Linked DNA regions of Mus musculus: region 2 is linked to region 1. The links are chromatin contacts, called in public promoter capture Hi-C maps. All regions are on one chromosome and are shown on one strand. Each heading gives the region's core, a stretch centred on a gene start, on an enhancer-like site or on the middle of the called end of the contact. The rest is flanking DNA. Distances are from core to core; before and after follow the strand shown.

Region 1 (4,867 bases), core at 1,235-3,734:
CAGGCACACATACACACATATACACACATGCACACATATATATGTACATATATACATACACAAACACACATATACACATACTCACACACACATATATACATACATATACACACAAACACACACACTTATACACACATACACATAAACACACACTCACACATACAAATACAACATATACACACACAAAAATACACTCATACACACACAAACATACATCTCAACATGTACTCACACATTCACATGCAGAACACACACACACACGTATATACACTCATGCACCTACACAACACCTACACACACAAACATACATGCTCACATACATACATGCACATACACATATAGAACATATACACACACAAACACACAAGCATACACACACACACATTTACTCCAGAACGAAAGAAAGCTTTTAAATATTTTATAATATAAATATAGTGTTTTTAAATGCTTGGTTTTTAGAAAGATATTTTAATATTTCTGAGCTGGAGCAGGACATTTCACCCTCCTAAGAGATAGTTTCCTTCCCTCTAAAACAGAATAAGAATGCCCATGCATGGAGTCTGGGTTGGATTCTCAGGACAGAATGTGGGGAAGGAAAAGAATATGGGGGAGGGGAAGGGTTGGAGCTAATATGCTAAAACCCCAACAACTCAGGCTTTTGACAACACTTTGGTGCGATGTAAGAGGTGCAGTCTCTCCTAGACTCTGCTTTTCTCGCCTGTGAAATGGGACTGACTTTCAGTACAACTGGGAAGGCCTATGCCAGTCCTAAGGGGCTAAGAGAGCCAGAAAGGAGCTGGAGGGGGGCAGCCTGCCAGCCTCTGAGGGGACTGTTAATTGCTCATATGAGTTATGATTAGGCTCTGGCCCCAGCCCCCAGTCTAGGTGGTGGGACTAAAGGTGAGTGGCAGCAGCCCCAGCCAGTCCTCCAGGGACATCCATAGGCTGGGACTACAAAGGACTGATCTTTTCTGCAGTGCCAGGAAAGGTGCCAGGACGAGCTCCGAGCCCTTGAGCCCTGAGCAGCCCCTGCTGCTCTTCTCTTCTCTGGTCCTTCCTCACAGGAGGTTAAGCACCAAGGGCGACTGGCTCCAGGCTCTCCTCTGGGGGCCCACCAGTCTCTTGCCCTCTGCCCACCTCCAATGCAGTGTTCGTGGGACAGAAAAAGGAGATTTATTCAATCTCATCAGCCTCGTTGAGAAGAGGGAGAGAGATACAGTGGCCCGCTGCCCCAATCCATCTTCTGTGTTCTGGACTAAGGCTTAAGTAGAACCCAAGTTCATATCTAACAGATTCCCAATCAGGAAGTGGTCTGCCCATCACCTGCTTCTGTCTCTCTAGTAAGTTGGTCTGACAAATTGTAAATTCTTTTCAAGGAAAAAGTTTTCTCTCTGGCTGACCCAGGCATTAGACTCTTCCTTCTCCCAACATGAGATTGGGGGCGGGGGGGGGGGGAGTCCAGCTTATTGGGATTCATTATTTTAATAGTCTGATGGACAGGCTGAAGGATGCAAGTGTCTAGCGCTAACTTCTTTATCCCTGCAAGGCTGGTTACACTTAGCTCGGGCTGTCATGGAACTCACTAAATAGCCCAGGGTGGATGTGAACTCCTGACTATCCTCCCGCCTCAGCTTAAGGCATCACTGTTTCCTTGAACTCTGGATTCCCACTTCTCTAGGAGAGTGGCAGGCTCAGCTCTATGCGGATTTAACAGCACTTGACTATGAATAGCAAATGCAAAGGCCACATGTGAGCCGCAAAGGGTCCAAACAAGGAAGCCTGAAGAACTGTTTTAATAACCCAGTACTGCACAAACTATTTATATGGTGCCCCTAGTGATTTCATACCGACCTAACCAGACCTGGAAGGAGAAGAGAAATAAGAGGCTGGGGGAAACAAGAAGAGAGAGGAAGAAAGGAGGAGACAAGAGCAAGAAAGGGAACAAGATCTGGTGTAGTGATGCGCTCAGCACTAGGTATATCTATGTGAGTTCGAGACCAGCCTAGTCTACATAGACTTCCAGACCAACAAAGAGCTACAGAGTGCGACCCTGTCTACCACCACCCCAGTCATCCTCGGGAGGGGGAGGAGAGAGAGAGAGAGAGAGAGAGAGAGAGAGAGAGAGAGAGAGAGAGAGAGAGGCATAAAGCATTGTGAGAGACAAAAATATACAAAAGAGCAGAGAGATTAGAGAGATCAAGGAGAAAAAAGACAGAATTGAAAAGGCCGCATCCACCGGTTCTTGGCCCAAGTGCTGCGGATTCTCTCCTGCACCGCATCAGTTGGCACCGAGCGCCCCCCTCGATCACCCCGGGCCGCGGCCCTCCCTCCCGGGTGGGAGGTAAAGCAGCCCCAGCAGCTAACCCCAAACGCAGAGAGGGAGGGCGGGAGCGAAGAGAAGGGAGGGCGAGGGGAGGGATGGAGGGAGGGGCTGCGGTAGGAGGCAGCCGTGTGGTTCCAGCTCATTTTTTTTCCTCTTTCTCCAGTCGGTTTTCTTTCCAAACAGGGAAAAGTGTTCCACGAAGCGGTAGCTCCTTGCCGCCTCGCCTTCTCCTCCCTAACCCTGGGCCCGGCCCCCGTCCCGGCGCGAGCTGGTGGAGCCAGGGCTAGAAGCCCTCGGTGCCCCCGGAGCGCAGCGCGCAGGGGACCCGGGCGCGGGGCCAGCGCCCGCACATGGCTGCAGCCCCCCGCGCGCACCCCGAGGCGCCGCGCCCTGCTCACAGAAGGTCCGTCGGCTGGGCTCGGTCGCCCTGCAGCCAGGCTGCGCTGAGCCGGGAAGTGCCCGTGTCCGGAGATCGGGATGTCCCTCTTCTTCCTCTGGCTAGGTGAGTGCCTTGGGGAGGGCGGGAGTTTGGATGGCCCTGGGGAAACGCCACCCTGCGTTTGGGTGGAGACCCGCCCTCAGCACCGTGGTCCCCGCAGTCCCGGAGTGCGGCAACCACTCGGTCTCTGCCTCCGCGCCACCGAGGGGCGCATCTGGCAGCCGAGGACCGCCCAGTCGGCCATCGAAATGTCTCACACATCTGGGCCCTCCAGCCAGCTACGGGGTGGGGGCGTTTCCTGGTGGAGTTTGGCGGAGAACCGTTTCGTGGAGAGGGTACTTTTCAAGCGCGTGGTTTGGTTTCAGGAGTACCAGGGGAAAGTGGAGAGCTGGGGAGGGAAGGTTCATCCAGGGTTTTCTGTGCCAGGTTTTGAGGGTGGGGGGAGCTTTTTGTTTCAAACAGGCGCCTCTGAGCGCTCAGATTAGAAACAGATGTGTTGAAGGGGAAGAGGGAGGGAGAGGGAGGAGAGAAGGAAGAAGAGAAGGGTATAGAGGGAAACAGGGCAGGGTGAAAGAAGCACCAAAAAGCCAGGTGACCCCAGAAGATGCAGGCTGAACGCGACCCAGGGAAGGAGAGAAAGAAAGAGCCAGAGAAGCAGAGAGAACGGAGGACAGGAATGTGAAGACAAGCCTGAGAGAAGGGAGCCTGGAGTCCTTGAAACCAATGCAGCAAAGGAGGCAACAGAGGGAAAAGCATATTCTGCCCCTCCTGAACCTGGCTCCGGGGCAGAAAGAGCCCTTCTGGGTGGTCCTCATTTAGGACCAGGCGGGTCTCCTGAGGCTGGGATGGGGGTGTGGAGGGGTGCCCTAAGACACAGGCTGGCTGACATTCCTGGGCTGGACCTGGCAGCTTTGTGGGCCAGGGCACAGAAGGGGTACATGGAAAGAGCTGGAGGAGGTTTGTGAACCTGTGAGGGACCAGGCCCTTGGAAGGCAGCAAGACAACTGAACAAAGTCCAAGTGTGTGTGTGAAGAAGCAGGGCTCTTGTCCACCTGGAGTCAAACCCCAAAGTTAGCAGGCATTCAGAGTAGGGTAGGCGTGGTTGCCCCCTGAGGCTGGCAGAGAAGTAACCAGCGGATCCCGAACTGACTGGCCAGGTGACTCTGGGCAGCTCCCTATGTAGAGCTTTGTTTGCTTAGCTCCCCCCCCCCCAAAAATGAGACCGTTTTTCGGGCATTTCCAGGCCTGAGAGCCAGTATCTCCATGAATTAGATGGAGGCTGGAACCCAGAAAAACCAGCAGAGGTGAAGGAGAATTGAAAAGCCACTTGGCATAGTGACTACAGCTTGTAGACAGTCGCTGAAAACTTACACATTGGTTGGCATGCCCGTGTGCCGCCCCCAGGCTGATAGCTGCTAAGGCATAGAAAGAGAGAGAGAGAGCTACAGCCCAAGGAGAGAAGGGGAGGGGCTCTTTTCCAAGCTCTTTGAGATATTGGCCAATTGTTGCAGCACAACTGGCATAGCTAGATGGCACCTTTGTCAGCCTCCCAGAGGCACCTCTAAGCTACCAATACTCAGATGTGTAGTAGAATCAAACTCAGAACTACCTTATTGGAGCCAACTAGCCTCTGAGTCCTTTTTATACTGAGTACTTTCATGTGAATGAGTTCATTAACGCCTCTGCTCTTCGAGTCAGCCCTACTGGATACCCGGTAGGCCTAAACTCATATTGCACATGAAGAAAGCAAGGTGTACAGAAGTCAGGTAACTTCAACAAAGCCACAAGCTCACGATGAACAGATGTGGGATTTGAAGGTAGACTGCACATGGTGTGCCATGAAAAATGAACAGTGACTTTAGTTCAAGTGGTTGGAGTCAGCTGGTAGGTAGGCCTGGATGTGACCCTTGATGGCAGCCATTCTCTCAGTTTATGAGAAAGGGTCTGACTGAGGCAGAGATCAGAGGACATACTTATTCACTGTTTCTTCTTTATTTGCTTTTTAATTCCACTTTTAGATGTACTTACTTTCCATGTGTGAGTGTTTTGCCTGCTTGTGTATATGTGTACCGTGCATGTGCCTGAAGCTCCTGGAGGCTAAGGAG
Region 2 (4,867 bases), core at 1,114-3,613, 250 kb before region 1:
ATCAGACCTGGCAACCCTGGATGAAAATCTATGAAACCAGGAGCCAAAACAAATCTCTCCTCCTTTGTGTCACTCTTGGTGGAGATTTTGTCATGGTGATTTGTGACTAGAGGCATGTCTTAAAGCTTTAGACTCATTCATGACATTTTTCAATGAATGCTAAGTAAGTAATCAATGAAAATCTTCAATAGAACAAAGAAAAAGTGAAGAATAAACAAACTGGACTGTATCCTTGAAGAGCAGAGGCTCGCCAAGGCTCAACGGCAAGCACAGCACAGGCAAGCTGCTAAGCAACATTGCTGGACGCCCCCCAGTGTCCACCAGCTCAGATGTTTGATATGTCTCTGCAAATGAGAACAGAAAGTGGTGAGAGGCAAAACCCAGTCGAATCTTCCCACCATGGGCTCAGCTTTGAAAGAAAAGAGGCATGCTTGGAACTGTGTGTGTGTGTGTGTCTGTGTGTGTGTGTTTGTGTGTCTGTGTGTGTGTGTCTGCTAGTGTCTGTTTTTGTGTGTATGTGTGTGTCTCTCTGTGTGTGCGTGTGTGTTTGTGTCTGTGTATCTGTGTATCTATGTATCTATGTACGTCTCTGTCTGTGTGTGTGTATGTGTATATGTGCATGTCTCTGTGTCTGTGTGTTTGTGTGTGTGTGCGTATAAAATGTTGGATATATGTGCCCTGAACAAGAGAGGAATAAATTAAATGTGGTGTTCCAGAGCTGGAAAGATGGCCTCTACAATTAAAGGAGCTCACTGCTCACGTAGAAGACCCAGTTTCAGTTCCCAGCACTCACACTGTGTCTCGCAACTATTTATAACTAGTTCCAGTGGGTTCTGGTGTCCCCTTCTGATCCTATAGACTAGTCACACATGTGGCAGACATGCACACATGCAGTCAAAACACTCATACACATTAAATAAATGAATAAATAAATCTAAAAAAGAGATGTAAAGGAGACATGCTACCACCTCTTTTTAAAAAGAGACTGTTTTCTATCATTACTTAGTTGCAAGTCGACAGGTCTGTTTGAGAGTTTCAATTCCTTAGGGAGTGAGTGGGCATACTTAGTATATCTTCCCCCACGAGATGTAGGAGCGATGATGTAATGGATTATCATGGTATACACTTGTCATGAGGAACATTTATTGAGGTAAATGTTCAGGCAGATATCAAGAGTCATTGATATCCACCCCTGCTCTTCCTGGTAAAGAACACTGAAAGGATAAAGTACTGCTCTGATTAAGAGATTATAAGGATCTGCTACTGTCCACACTTCTTTTACCTATGTCCACATGGGTACCATTCTCTGGCCGTCCAAATGGAGGCCCCCAACAGCAGCTGACAGAGTTTCCTCCTTCCTCTTTATTCTTCTCCCCTGCACTAAGTTCCAGGTTTCTCACTCCGCAGAGGCTCAATAAGTCTATTCTATGGCATTTCCCGGCCCTGTCATTGCACTAGGTAACAGAGGGCAATTTTTATTGGCAACCCTTGGGCTCTTGGCTCCTCAAGGACGGCCAAGAGGCTCCAACACTAGCACAACAAGTGCTCTGGTATCTGTCAGCGGCAGCAACAGACTCGGCTTAATCCTACCATCTCCCAAGGTCTTGGACAAAGTCAACGGAACAAATGTGTCTGCATTCTGAATGCCCGCACCAAATTAGGTTAATCAGGTGAAGTCCTACTATCAATGGGAGAGAAGTCAGCTTCCAAGTCAGTCACTGCCTCCTCCCCTGCTCTGCTCTTTGTGGTAGACTCTGACTCTTCCAACTCTTGAGTACTGCATTTTAGGAAAGAAACTAATCCTATAATGGTAATGTTCCCAAACAACTTGCTTTTAAACAAACAGGCAGAAGCAGGGGTCACAGCCTGTGCCTGTAAAGCCAACACCGGGGAGTTGAAGCTGAAGGATAATGCATTTGAAGTCAGCCTGGGCAGCAGAGCAAGGCTCTAACTCCAGTGTCTAAGAAACAAATAGACGAAGGGATAAGAACTAGCACTGTTTTGTTAATTGGCTATGTTTGTATCCCCTAGGATGCCAACTGGAGGAGAAAGGAGATGGCTTTCTCAAGTGTCTGATGTCAAGAATACTAACTGGCACATAGCATGTATCTAATAAACACCAAAACACCAGGTGAACTAACTGAGAGATGAGCAATGGTGGAAGGAAGCATTTATTCTAAGATCCTTCTTTTCTTAAAGAAGAGCAACTGATGTCCTGACCCGGAAGCAAAAGACAATAGGAAGTGTTGTTACCATGGCAACCACGGTTCCAAAAATAAATACCCTTTAAAGCTCTCATCAGCTTGGAGGTTGTTGTGGGGGACTAACAGATATCTGAAGATTGTACCCAGGGCCTCGGATCAAAAGGCAGACAGAATACTGCCCCTACTGTTATCCTGCTTGCCAGGCAGCTATCGACACTTACCATCTGACTATACCAAACGTGGTTTCTCTGAGTGAAGCCCACCTTTAAAAGAACTGTATCCCTGGTGTCTGGAGGATACAGACCAAACAAAGGGAACTAACAGACAAGCAAACTAACAGCACAGCTCACATTTCCATAAGTGGCATATGGGGATAATTATTCCGATTCAGAGAGCAGGCTTTGTCTAGAGAATGATTTACATTCGGATTCCATGAAAATCGAATTTCCTGTTTGCTTTCATCATTTCATTATCCTTTATTCCTGAAATCCATATTCACCAAGCTCCAGCTCTGTTCCATGCGAAAGGCTTCTTTGGTGTATAAAGTAAATTGCCTTTAGGGCTCAGACCCCGGGAAAGGACATAATGAGAACAGGTAACCCCACTTCACACAAGATGCTTCAGCCACCCTATAGGGAACACCGGAGTGAAGAAATCCACCCTGGAGGAAGGACTAACTATGCCAGAGGAGACAGTCTTAGTGGTCTAACTGGACAGCGTCATGAGAGAAATCCCAGCCAAAGGAATGTCTACAAAGACTCAGAAGTTAAAGACTGTCTAATTAGATGGCCTGAATGTGACCTTGGGTGGAGACAGAGGTCAGGGAGGGCAACACATGACACAGAAAAGGAAAGAGAGGGAAAGTTCAGCCCATTCTGCTGCTGAGACCAGGTTAAAGGGGAAGGGCTGGGATGGACAAAGTGGAAACCATACGTGATGCTGGTGGTGAGAATTCGGAGCTAAGGAACCTTCTCAGCCAAGGTAAGGAATCTCCTGATGATGAAGGGCAGCAATCCCCAGTGTAAGCATGGAGAACTGGAGAAGTGATGTGGAGAGAAAAGTGACGGGTTCAGAGATGGACAGGCAAGCTGAGAAGATCCCACAGGCAACCCTAGTTAGCTGGTGGGGCTATGAGTCAAAACGTCTATAAAACAGAGGGACTTTTAGATAAAGGGAAGAAACTCATGGCTATAGTTTAACCGTCTGTTTCCCTCAAAGTCTGTGCTAAGTGTATGTGTGTGTGGGGGACAGAGAGAGAAAAAGAGAGAGACAGAGACAGAGACAGAGATGGTGGCAGTATTAGGAGGTGGGGTCTTTGCAAAAAGAAGATCTTGAAGGTTTGGCCTTCTGGGTAAGATTAATGTCATCAAAGCAGGGTATTGTTGCCTCCCCCCCACTTTCACTTCTCTACCTTCTACCGTGTATGGAGGCAGCATTCCTCTAGAGGACAAAGTTCAGAAGGCTAGATCCTGGATTTCTCAGGCTCCAGAACTCTGAGCAAACAAATGTCTCTCTTTATGAATGACCCATCCTCAGATATTCTGTTATAGCCCTATAAAATGAGTTAAGATTGTCATTATGGAAAGAAATCATTAAAGCCAGGAATGAATAAATGGTACCGAAGTTAGTATGCATGCTTGAGAAGGAGAAGTGTGAGACAGAAGAGGGAGAAAGGCGAAGTAGTGAGAAGAAGCCAGAGCCTTACACGGGCCATCCTGCAGTGGCAGATGGGTAGCATAGTCGCTGTGCTCTGAAAATGAGGTTGACATGTAGTTTTCCCAGATCTCACCGACAGATCAAAAATGGCAGCTTATAAATATTCAAAGCAACAGTAGACTACTATTTCCACTTACATTAACCAGAACAGCACACTCCAGGGCCCACAGAACGCCACAAACGCTTTTATTTCATTCATTTTTTTTAAATGAGAAAAATAAAGATACTGTCTGTTCCAATCTCTGCTTTAAGATTTAGCATTTATTTAGTGCACACACACATACACACAAGCTATAACATACACATGGAGGCCAAAGGATAACAGTTGGAGTCAGTTGTCTGCTTCCATTATTTGTAGTCTGGGCACAGAACTTAAGTCACCAGGTTTGGTGGAAAGGGCCTCCCACTAAGCCATCTGAACAGACCCCTTTTACAATCTCACTGAGACTGAGGACATTAAATGACCTGCCCTGGACCACAGAGAGAACCAACCAATCAACAGGACCAAAAATCTCCATTTCATATTGCCCCTGTTGGCCTCTATGCTGGGGACTCATGATAGGAAAAACTCATCTTCCTCGCCCCGTCAACGGAGGCTGCCCGACCCCTGTGGGCTGTGGAGACTCACAAAATGATCCCATCCTGGCAAAAGTGGTGGTGGTTTGAGGGAGAACTGTCTTCCAGTCTCACATCGTTGAACACGTGGTCACCGAATGGTGGCGCTGTTTGGAGAACCTATGAAACCATTGGGAGCAGAGCCTTGCTAGAGGAATTGATCACTGTGTGGATGGAGGGAGACGCTGTGGGTTGATAGCCTCAGCCTACTTCCTGCTCTCACTCTTTCCTTTCTTTGTGTGAATGAGACGGTAATGAGCAAGCCCTTGATCCTGTGTCCCTGAGGGTTCCTGTGGCTTCTCTGCCACCGTGGACTCTCTCGCCTCTGGAAT

What was found. Promoter capture Hi-C pulls out the DNA fragments that hold promoters and counts their contacts.
Region 2: a contact with region 1 is called in a promoter capture Hi-C map of cranial neural crest. The contact joins the enhancer-like site here to the promoter of Clmp in region 1. A contact is called at or near these places in 4 of 39 promoter capture datasets (the 3T3-L1 cell line, the C10 cell line, cranial neural crest and 1 more) and 2 of 115 datasets of contacts at active chromatin or transcription factors (craniofacial prominence and forebrain).

What each region holds. Positions count from the first base shown.
Region 1 is chr9:40,683,535-40,688,401 of GRCm38.p6, forward strand. Clmp (CXADR-like membrane protein) reads left to right here and starts at 2,485. Exons shown (of 7, transcript NM_133733.5): 1 at 2,485-2,825. The coding sequence starts at 2,801.
Region 2 is chr9:40,436,523-40,441,389 of GRCm38.p6, forward strand. All of the region lies in intron 1 of Gramd1b (GRAM domain containing 1B), which reads right to left. Gm51668 (a long non-coding RNA gene) reads left to right here. Exons shown (of 3, transcript XR_003948127.1): 3 at 2,032-4,522. Among named protein-coding and RNA genes, the nearest start is that of Gramd1b, 17 kb to the right of the region's middle. Within about 2 kb of position 2,364, at least 27 of the 459 cell types and tissues checked have an H3K27ac peak or open chromatin away from gene starts, as enhancers often do.